Linked DNA regions of Urocitellus parryii: region 2 is linked to region 1. The links are chromatin contacts, called in public Hi-C maps. All regions are on one chromosome and are shown on one strand. The core of a region is the stretch at or near the end of the contact, and the rest is flanking DNA. Distances in the headings are between cores, read along the strand shown.

The links. Hi-C and Micro-C count contacts between places; a contact is called where the count stands out from the background.
Region 2: a contact with region 1 is called in a Hi-C map of muscle, with 5 times the contacts expected there. The contact joins the promoter of Commd3 here to the promoter of Dnajc1 in region 1. A contact is called at or near these places in 2 of 2 Hi-C or Micro-C datasets (liver and muscle).

The regions. Positions count from the first base shown.
Region 1 is chr9:63,745,811-63,751,541 of mUroPar1.hap1, reverse strand. Dnajc1 (DnaJ heat shock protein family (Hsp40) member C1) reads left to right here and starts at 1,762. Exons shown (of 12, transcript XM_026402388.2): 1 at 1,762-2,357. The coding sequence starts at 2,145.
Region 2 is chr9:63,989,532-63,994,807 of mUroPar1.hap1, reverse strand. Commd3 (COMM domain containing 3) reads right to left here and starts at 3,578. Exons shown (of 8, transcript XM_026402374.2): 1 at 3,398-3,578; 2 at 1,954-2,065; 3 at 1,785-1,848; 4 at 1,652-1,686; 5 at 1,245-1,305; 6 at 1,103-1,159; 7 at 952-1,011; 8 at 1-58. The coding sequence starts at 3,536.

The sequences.
Region 1 (5,731 bases), core at 513-3,012:
AAGCCCTTATCTCCAATGACATGGAATTTGGCGGTGGGGTCCTTGGATGGTTTATAGGAGTTTATGAGGAATTAGTGCCTTTTTATATGAAATATAAGATGTCTCTGTACCCCTCACTGTTCCTGGCCATGTGGGGATATAACAAGAAGGCAGCCAACTGAGAAACAGGGGCTCTTTACCACAACCTAGGCATGCTGGCACCATGACCTGGGACTTCCCAAATTTCAGAACTGTTGTGAAATACTGTTGTGTAAGTCACCCAGTCTGAAATATTGTGTTATAGCAGCTACAGAAGACTTAGACACTCCTGCTCTGGCATCTTTGAAAGGCCAATTTCATGATAGATTAAAATATGGTGAATTCAAGAATATGTATTATTTTAAAGCAAGATATACTTGCATTTGTTTATAACATTTAAAAATTATTCAAACTCTATGCTAAGTCCTAAGAGTTGCAACCTAATAGTCTTTAACTTTTATCAAACATAATTTATTCTTACTATGAAAGCAAAAGTAGGGTTATAATCATCCTGTTGAGGATAGCACAGTGGCACTTGCCTGTAATTCCAACAGCTCAGGAGGCAGAAGCAGGAGGGTCATGAGTTCAAAGCCGGCCTCAGTAAAAGCAAGGCACTAAGCAACTCAGTGAGATGTCTCTAAATAAAATACAAAATAGGGCTGGGGATGTAGCTCAGTGCTCAAGTGCACTTGGAGTTCAATCCCCAATACCTAATAATAATAATAATAATAATAACAACAACAACAACTATAACAACAATAACCCTGTTGTGCTAGATTTAAAAGGCCAGATCCAAGAAGTGAAAAAGCAAGGGACCAAATTTATCTAACTCAAGCACTTCAACTTAGGCAAGCTTTTTGTTTGTTTGTTTGCACTTACTTTTTCAATAACAGTAGGAAATGAGAGAGGAGAAATGTGAGAAAGGTAAAATGAAATAAAGTTTACATAAGAGAACAATAGTGGTGGAGGAAAAATATTTAAAAGGCACTGAACAGAAACAACACAAGACCAGAAGGTGAGACATTGTTACGGAAAAAAAGAAAAAAATAGGTTTTTAGCCCTAGATGTCTTTCTTTTCTCAATCAAGAAAAGAACTCCAAAGTGGATAAACTACACTTCTGAGACTATGATTGAGTCACCATTGTGAATTCTCCCAATTGCCTATTTTATGGTGTTATGCTGGTAAATCTTAATTCATAATTTGAGCTATACTTTTTGTCTTGGTTAGGATTCCTTTTCTGTTTCTTCTCTCAAAAAGATACCCTAAAACTGGTGTCTTGGCGCACATCTGTGATCCTAGCAGCTGTGAAGGCTGAGGCAGGAGGATGGCAGGTTGGAAGCTACCTCAGCAGCTTAGTGAGGCTCTAAGCAAGTCAATGAGACTTGTCTCAAAAAAAAAAAAAAAAAAAAAAAAGACAAGACTGGAGATGAAACAACAACAAAAAAACTGTAGACTACTCACTACGTTTGTCTCCTGTTTTAGGTATTGGTTCAATTCCTCCTACCTGTGCTGTATGGAATAAAAGCTACAATCGATATTCAGGCTTCTTTATGCTTTTAGTGTTCAATAGGGGAGGGCAAAACGGAAACCTACAGGTGGGATCTTCCTGGTGGATGCGTGATGTTTAACTGTCCAATCTTTTAAAAGACCTGTGTAAACACACTTTACACTTCCTAGCTGAGCGCAAGCGCCAGAGACAACTCTCCGGGAGGCCTAGATCTGGGGCGCTTAGCGTCCTTACTTCCGGCCCCGCCCCTCTCCGCAGTTGCTAGGAAACGTGATGTCACCGGAAGCGAGGCCTGCGATAGGCTGAGGCGAGGGGAAGCCTCTCCCCCTCTGAAACCTCAGCGCCCAGGCGCTGGCTCTCCAGCTGTTTGTAGGCCTGTGGGTGAGGGTCCCCGGAAGGGAGAGCCGGCTGCGGCCCCGCCCGCGCACCCGCGGGTCCGGTCGTCCGCTCCCACCGTTCCTGTGCTCCAGCTGGCACCGGCCGCCTGGCTGGTGACTCTCGAGAGGCTGCCCGCTCTTCTGACTGACAGGCACAGCTCCCACAGCCGGCGCTGCCCGCCACGTCTTGGGTCTCGGCCGACAGCACTGCGTGGCGGGTGACCTTTCCGAGCCCCGAGCGATGTCTGCTCCCAGCTCCGGGCTGGCGCGGGTTCCTCAGCGCCGCAGGCTCGTGCGGTTCTCGACCCCGCTGCCGCGGTGCCCACTGCTGCTGCCGCTGCTGCTGCTGGCGGCCGCGGTGCCGGCGCGCGGCTGGGAGAGCGGCGACCTAGAGTTGTTTGACTTGGTGGAGGAGGTGCAGCTCAACTTCTACCAGTTCCTCGGGGTGCAGCAGGTAAGAGCGAAAGCGCGCGGGTCCGGGCGGACAGGCGCGCGGAGGCGGACTCTGATCCTGTTCCTCCGAGGGAGCCGGATACCGGGGACTGGATGTGCTCACTCCCGGCTCTGCTGCCATCCTCAGCCCAATTCACCGGCGTCTCCTCGGAACTGTAGCGTGGCAAGGGTTTCGTTCACTTTTCCAGTTTTTCACCCTTGTTCCAACTTCTCAAGTTCCGGTCTCAGTGACAGGCTGGACGGTGGTGATACCTCCTCTTTGCTCTGGCATTCTGGGCAGGATCCTCTCCCCCGTCCCCATTCCCACTGTACAGGAGGAAGAAGGAAAAGTAGTGCGGGTAGAGGTTTTTATTCTTATTTCATCTGCCTCCTTTCCTCTTCCTTTCTGGGAAACATAGGCTCGCATTTTGACCAGTGTTTGTATAGCAGAAGTGTTTGTTTTGCACTGTACTTTGTAATCTTTTCAGCCTGTTGGATAGGGGTTCCTATCACAGTTTAGAAATCTGGAGGAATTGAAGCCTTCACCAGGTTGGTCCTGGGACTCACAGGAGAAGCCATGAAACTTTCAAGGCAGTAGATTACTTGGGGTGCTGCTGGAAGAGATGCTCAGCTATTATCGCAGAATCTGTTACTTTGTCTTTCCTTTGGTTTCCTTTCGTTTAGCTTGAAACGTTAACTTGTGAAATCCGTTTGTTGCCCTTTATTTCTACCATCTAGGGTGGAAGAGTGAAGGTAATTATTCAGTCTACATGAAACTTTGTGCCAAGAAAAAGATGACTTTTCACTGACTTCAGAATTGTGGAGAGTGAAAGAATTTCACACAATCTCATTTTAGTCCTTTATACAATGCTTTAAATAGTTATGCGAGCAGGGGGAAAAAAGGAAATTTACCAACAGTTGTCATTCAAGATGAATTTAACTAACTAGATGAAATGCACATTCCCCCCTAGATTACTAAAAGTTTGGGTGAACTGTTGAACTTTTAAATGGAAATTTAATTTTTCATTTAAATCAATTAAGTGGAAATTTAATTTTCCAGCATTGCATTTTCATCATTGAATCTAAAATTGCTAGGTTGTCATGGCACCATGAGTTTAACAATTTTTATTTTTGAGAATTATAAAGAACAAAAGTATTTTACTCTTAAAATTCTAATCTGCAAATAATTTTGTAATACTATGAAGTGTCATCTGGTGCCATTTCCTGCTCCAAAATATTTGTCATTTCAAAGTAAATGACGATGCAATATGTGTAATAATAATTAGTTAAGCTAAGTTTTTTTTTTTTTGAGAGAGAGAGAGAGAGAGAATTTTAATATTTATTTTTTAGTTTTTGGCGGACACAACATCTTTGTATGTGGTGCTGAGGATCGAACCCGGGCTGCACACATGCCAGGCGAGTGGGCTACCGCTTGAGCCACACCCCCAGCCCAAGTTAAGCTAAGTTTGAAGACTAATTTTTGAGAAGTCCTTTAATATAGAGAATAATTATTTAGAATTAATTGGTAAATTCTGTAGCTTATACATAACCTAATTTTAAAAAATCTTGAAGATGCTTTACAGTTATTCTTGGAGATTAAGGTATACAAAATTTTAGAAGTAGGGGCTTAAAATTTCCAATTGTGTAATCCAGCATTGCATGTGCACTCTCATAGTTTTCATTTATAATTTCATGAAGCTTAATTTTCAGTTACTTCAGCAGTGTGAACAACCAGAGCACTTCAATGTATGAGCAAACATGGGGAAGTAAAGAAGCATTGATAATGGAAAAGATTCTTTGTCGAGGTAGAATTGAAAAGAATAATTTAGAAAATTATTTTAATTTGTGTTTCTCTCTCCTACTATATTGAAATTGGACAGAAAGTGAGAAGAAACTTTTAATCAGAGAAATGGATTGGAACAAGTTCCTTATTTGAATCTTAACTTTTCTTGGAAATCTTTCAGAGACCAAATATTTGGTAGAGACAAATGCAGCCTGTTTGAGGTCTTTAATGTATAACTTTCAAGCCTTAGCTAAGAGGTCTCTTGGTAACTACACAGACATTTGGGAACAGGACAAAGTAGATAGAATACTCAAAGTGGAGACTTGATTCTGTGCACTTACCAGTTTTGTTATTATTCATTCAACAGAGATTTATTTGGTGTCTGCTGAATTTTTAAACACTAAGAGTAGTCCTTTATATAAAGCAATACTCTTGACCTCATGAAACTTAGGAAAAAACTTAGTAAGAAGGAAAACAGGTAAACATAAGTATATGGTCAGAGAAGGTAAGTCTAGTTTTGGGGGGCTTTTATAACAAAGTACCATAATTGTTTAGCTTTCAAAAACAGACATTTCTCATAGTTCTGGAGGCTGGGAAGTGGAAGATCAAGGTGCTGGCAGATTCTATGTCTGATGAACGCCTTCTGGTTTATAGATGGCACCTTCTTATTGTGCCCTTACATCACTAAGACGTGAGGCAGTTCTTTAGGACTTCTTTTATAAGTCCTCTAATCCCATGCATAACGGCTCCAACCTTATGGCCTAATCACCTCTCAAATGCCACTTCATAATATATTGGAAGTTAGGTTTCAACATAGGAATTTTGGAGGGATTCAGCTATTCAGAACATAGCATGCTCTTCAAGGAAGAGCAGAGACAAATGCAAAGACCTTGAGGCAAGAGTTGCTTGGTGTTTTAGGAACAGCAAGGCAGCCATTGTGGCTGGAGCAGAGTGATGGAGGAGAACAATAAGAGGAGATGAGATCAGAGTCATAAGTGGTAGAAGAAGATCATGTAGGGCCTTACAGGCCACTATAAAGATTTTGGCTTTTACTTATAAGTAAGTTGTGGGCCCAGTTGAGAGGGGTGGCATTGAAAAGAAGAGATATGTGAGTTGAGTTAAATTTCAAAATGAGCACTTTATTGTGTTAAAGATAGTCTATAAGGTGCCAATTACTTGGATGAATAATTGTGGTAGAGAATGTAGAATAGACGTGGGTGGTGCAAGTGGTCAGATTCTGGATTTAATGTGAACATAGAAGTGACAGAATTTTCCTGATGGTTTGAAAGTGGGGTGTGTGTGTGTGTGTGTGAGAGAGAGAGAGAGAGAGAGAGAGAGAGAGAGAGAGAGAGAGAGAGAGAGAACACAATTGAAGTCAGTTCTAAGATTTTGGCTTCAATAACCTGAAGGATGCAGTTGCCATAGTTGCCATTTATTGAGTTGGGGAAGTATGGAATAGGAATCTAGTTGAGGGAAAATCAGGAATTTGGGGTTTGAACACGCCAAATTTATAGTGTTTATTAAGCATTGAAGTGGAGATGGCATATGACTATTTGGTTTTTTAGGTCTGGAGTTCAAGCATGAAAGTTTATGTTTTAGTCAGTTTTTTTTTT
Region 2 (5,276 bases), core at 2,329-4,828, 240 kb before region 1:
ACAACTGAGTTGCTCTTTCCAGGCTTTTTGAAGCATCTTTAAGTTTCCCCACCAAGTCCTAAAATATGTAATATAATGCCATGTTTTAAGGATGAGACATGTAACGAAGTATCCAAGTTCGAGGGATACAAGAAAAAAGTCGGGAGAACACTGTCAATACAAGTTTAGAATTCACTGGAATTTTAACCTTTGACAAACCAGTATCCATGAAAAGAAGCATTTTCCCTAAAATATCTTCAAATCGGATATTTGCCCTCAGTTTGAAACATGATTTCTTATGGAATCCTCTTAACTGCACGGTGTATCTAAATTAAATGTCTCAAGTTATCTAACGAAGGTTATGCTGTGTGTGTGTGTGTGTGTGTGTGTGTGTAGAAAGTTTAAAGTTTGTTACATTGAGATGACTGCAGGACATGTCTTTGAAAGTTTCATTTTTATCTAAGTTTCCAAGACTGATCTGCATTTTTTAAGTACTAAGAAATAAATTCGTTGTTATGCCCATCAATCAATGTACTTTTCAATTTTCCCAATCTTACACTGGCAGTATAAAATTTTAACATCATACTTTTCATAAAAATCATTTAAAACTGCTGCTTAACAACCCAATTTTGAAGTTTAATTCAATTTCTGAGAGGAAAGAAGATATTTTCAAAGTCATGCTTTTAATTTTACTGTATCTTACTTAATCAACCTCATGAATTGCAGGAATTTACACTAAACATTACACTTTAGAAATATTTTTTAATTAGAAGGAAGAGCACTATAGACTACTAGTAACATCTTCATTTCCAAAGTGAAGTCCATGTTAAAATATTGCTTTTCAAGCCCCTTTCTCATCTTCTTCTTAACCAAGAGTCATTTATCTGCTGACAACTGGTTATTTCTCTATTAAACTTTCCACACCATAATTCTCTTTATAAAGGAGCATATTCAAAGATACTAATACTGTACCTGTAATTGTTCCATGCTGCAACTAAAACTAATCTCTGGGTAGGATTGGGAATCAGTGTTCTAGGGAAGAAAAAATGCTGTTTATTTAAATCAAGAAAATTTAAATTTTCATTACATATTTCATTTTTAGACAGGGGTTGTCCATACATACCTCTACATTTAACGTCACCAAATATGCAGGTTTGTACATTTTATGAAGTTGACTGGTCTAAAACAATACAACATGTACATGTTAGTAATTATTTCTAAAAAGTTCCCTAAATCCCTTTGGAGAACAGTTTGCTAAACTTTACCTTTATCTGATATTCCAAGCGCCAAGAAACATCAGTTATATGAGGGAGAGATCTACCTATACTGAAAGATACAATGATAATTGTATATGGTATCTACAGAAAACTTTTCAGTATTTATCTTTTGCTAAGAATGTCTACCACTTCCTCATCTCCTTTTAATCCATTCTGAATTTAAAACATTGTTAAACTTCATTTCAAATTCTAAAGAGTAAAAGCATTATAAAATTATCTCAATTATCTTTTATCTTTAAAACATTAGCTTAACTTCAATTGTTTCATTTGCCCTTTGGCCTTTTTCTTTGGGTCAGGATCCCAGTTTTTTTGCATTATTTTGTTTCACACCAGCATTCTCCATTCATACCTGCAAGTGAAAAGTGCCTCAGCTTGACACCTTATACAGAACCTACCTTCCCAGTAGGATTTCTAGAGAATTCTTATTATTCTGGGGAGAGGGGAAAAAAAGAAAAAGAAAACACATCTTTGTAAATAGTGAAAAAGAAAAAGTGGTAATTGTTAATTTAAAAATTCAAAGTAAGAAACCTGATATTCTGTGCAAAACAGTTCTATTCGCTCTCTGTCAAATTTACAGTCTTCTAGATATGTGCTAGAGGGAGGGAAATGCCAAAGTTTAGTCTGCATTTTAAAAACTGAAATTGCAATCATAAAGATATTATTTGAAAATAAATGAGTATTTAAATAAATCCTGTACCTTAGAGTTGACTTGTCAGCTCGGTGCTTTCCTGCCTCCAGTATGTAAGTTGCAGCTGCCACATGACAATGTTTTAAAACCACAGGGTCAATATGTTTCAAGTCTGGGTGATCTAAAATGAATTAATTGCCAATGATGCCTGTGATAATAAGTTCTTTACAGTCATATTTCCAAAAAGGATATTTTAATTTAGATAAAAATCCCCTTTAACAAGATAACAAAAATAATTCAACTTTAGGAACTGTCAATTTTATGGAAATGAGATGAGCTGCAAGGTCAATTGCAAAACAATAAAGAGAACACATCAATAATCCTGCCTTTAATCTGTTTTCAATTACCTTCTTTTGCCTTAGCATTTTATTATTTTTAAAAAACATGGCTCCCAAAGAAAAAATAACTATACAGTGGTCATTCTAACACTGAAGTAAATTCAAAGGGAAAAACAAGATAAACATTTTACATGATGAAAATTTTATGATAACTTTCACTCTAAAAATAATGAAACTTTAGGGTAAATGGCTCCGTGGACATTAATACATCAAGAGAGGTGGAAAGGAGAGCATGAATTCAGAATATAAAATAGAAATTTCAAAATTCCAACAGTATTTTCAGGTTTTGACAGTCATCTTTTTTTTTCCTTTTGAGATTTACCCAGGTGGTGGTTACTATTTTAGTTTGAAGAACTTCCACTTTCATATTTTTTTGCACAAGTGTCTAGTTCATGAACTACAGGGAAAAAAACACAAAAATTTGAATTGTTGATACATTTAAGAAAATTATCTAAAAGCGGTCTGTCTTAAAATATTCTCCTAGTCCATACTGACACTGCACTCCGCAATCGCTGATGAGACCTCTTAAGAGACTCGCCTTCTGGTAACTGGTGCGGAACAAAACATTATGCATCCTATTTAAGGGATCTAGGGGAAGAACCGGTGTAAAACACACTGAGCAGGAGTGTTGGAGAGATAATAGGAACCCGAGGTATTCTCCTGGTCGGAATATGTCAACACTACTTGAACTAGTAAATGCTTAGGGAAGAGACCTTTTAAACCTTTGCTAGCCTAGTCCAGGAAGCTTGAATTACAAGGAGCTCCTCTGATGAAGTCCAAGTGTCAAAAGAGCCACTGTCTCAGACCAGTCTGAAAACCTTAGATGTTTAGGCCACAAACAAGACTTGAACACGGGCTTTACGAAGAAAGGAACAAAGAGACTGGGAGGGAAATCGGGCCAAGAACGTGTACCCGGCTGTGTGCAGGTGCCAAGAGGGGACAGAACAATGCTCAGGGTCCGCTCTGGGTCCTGGAAGAGTCACGTCTCCACACTCCGTCCGGAGCGAAGGGCAGAGCCCGGAGACTTCCTCTTCCCGGGGCTTTCCCCCTCTCGCTCTTCTCCTCCAAGCGCCCCCTCCACCCAGGCCGATCCAGCTCCGAGTCGAGCTGCTTACCTAACACGGCCTCGTCCGCCTGGGCGTCCAGCAGGCTCTGGAAAGCCGCCCGGAGGAGAAGCGTGAAGGCGTTGGAGTCAAAGGAGCCGGGATCAGCCAGCATCTGGAAGCCTTTCTGCACAGACTCCGAGAGCTCCATTGTGAGCGCGCCGTGACCTTCGACATGCGCACCACGTGACACGCGCCGCGCGCTCAGCTGATGCGGCCGCGCGCGCACGCGGCTCGGGGCGGCGGCGCGGGCTGCAGGGCCTCCCCGCCCCGGGCCTCCCCGCCTGCCCGGCGGCCTCCGCGCCCCCAGCCCCCGCTTCCGTCCAGCCCTTCCTTCTGAGCCAGCCGCTGGAGCTGCAGAGCCTCCGCTAGAGGGGCGGCCACGGGCGCTTTGTGAACGCGCTGGGCGCTTTCTCTCCACTCGGCGCTCACACAGGGTGGTCACCGCTAGGTTCCCCGAAAGCCCCTGGGGAGGTGGCGGACCGCGTCCGGGCCGGCCCCCACCTCCCGGCCAACTACGCCCTCGCGGCTCCTCACCCAGCGCGAAATCCTGCGGGGAGCCGCGATTTAAGGCAGCTGGTTTTGTTTATTTTTGTGGGGTTTTGTAACTCACCAGTTGGACTATGAAGCACTGCCCTTTTAGGAGCGAGACCGTAGACATCTGGTTTGTTTTCACCTTTCCCTTGTCATCTCTTTCCTGCGTGGTGTGTGTGTACACAGAGCTACATCCATAAAGAGCGCGCGTGAGCGTACCGTTCTTCAACAATTGGGAGATTAATAAATTATTCATGAACAGATTTGACCGGATTATTTTAAAAATTATATACCACTGCAAATAAACACCTTTCGAAGGCAAACTGCAAGACAAATTTGTGCTACTGAATTCAGTACATCTGTGGGTCCAGGTTTAATTACTCAATCGAATCTTCATAAATATATATTAAGACACTTGTTAGTAAAGTACGGCTTGTAATGGCAGGATCTTTATTAGAAGTGAGTTGCTGTCTCAGATATCCATAACTTTAAAGATTTAAATTCTGTATAAAGTTTAACTTCCCCTGTATTTCGACAAAGTTGGTTTGGAGAGCAGCAGAGATTCTTTAAAAAAAAAAAAAAAAAAAAGCGAAGTAAAGTAAATTAGGTTGTTGTTATTATTATATTATTAGAACTGGAAAAGTAAAAACTACAAGTTTTTGAAGGATGGAGGGAAGGGCTACGGAACAAGAAATGTGTTTTAGTCTTCAGGGGAGATTATTTGCAACGTTAGAGTCAAGGTGAAACCTTTTCTTCTTTGGCATAATTTGGTACCTATTTGGGAAAACATTTTTAATGAATACAGCCAAAATTAAATCTTGCATCAATATGTAGTGAGTAATTCATTTCACAGTAATGGGACGCAAATGGAATAATTTAGCGTCAGTAACAGGTTGAGTAACTACTCAGTCCTACTTTGAAAGCTTTGAAAGGCACGTGCACTTGGAGAGAGTATAGCAGCAATGAAAGGTTTAAAAGTCCCCCTAAGGTCTTTATGAGACAAACACCTATTAATCATGTTCATCTTTTCTTCCCATCTCTCATTTTCTTTCTAAATTCCTTACTTCTCATCCGTAGTAAACTGTCAGTTGAAAAGTTTCCACTAATCTGATTTACACAGGGAATATTTTGCAGAGAAGAACTGTGTAAATGTTAAACAATATTAACACCCAACCTCATTATGTTTATTACACATGTTTTATGACCCAGTATAGTACTGATTGTTAATACCCTAGTAGAATTTGAGTCTAGAACTCTAATCATATTTAATTTAGTGTCAAACAAGAAAGTACTAATGCCTGAGCATGGATTTTTAAATGTTATTTTAAAAGAGAAGAGTAAACACAAGTGGTTGTGA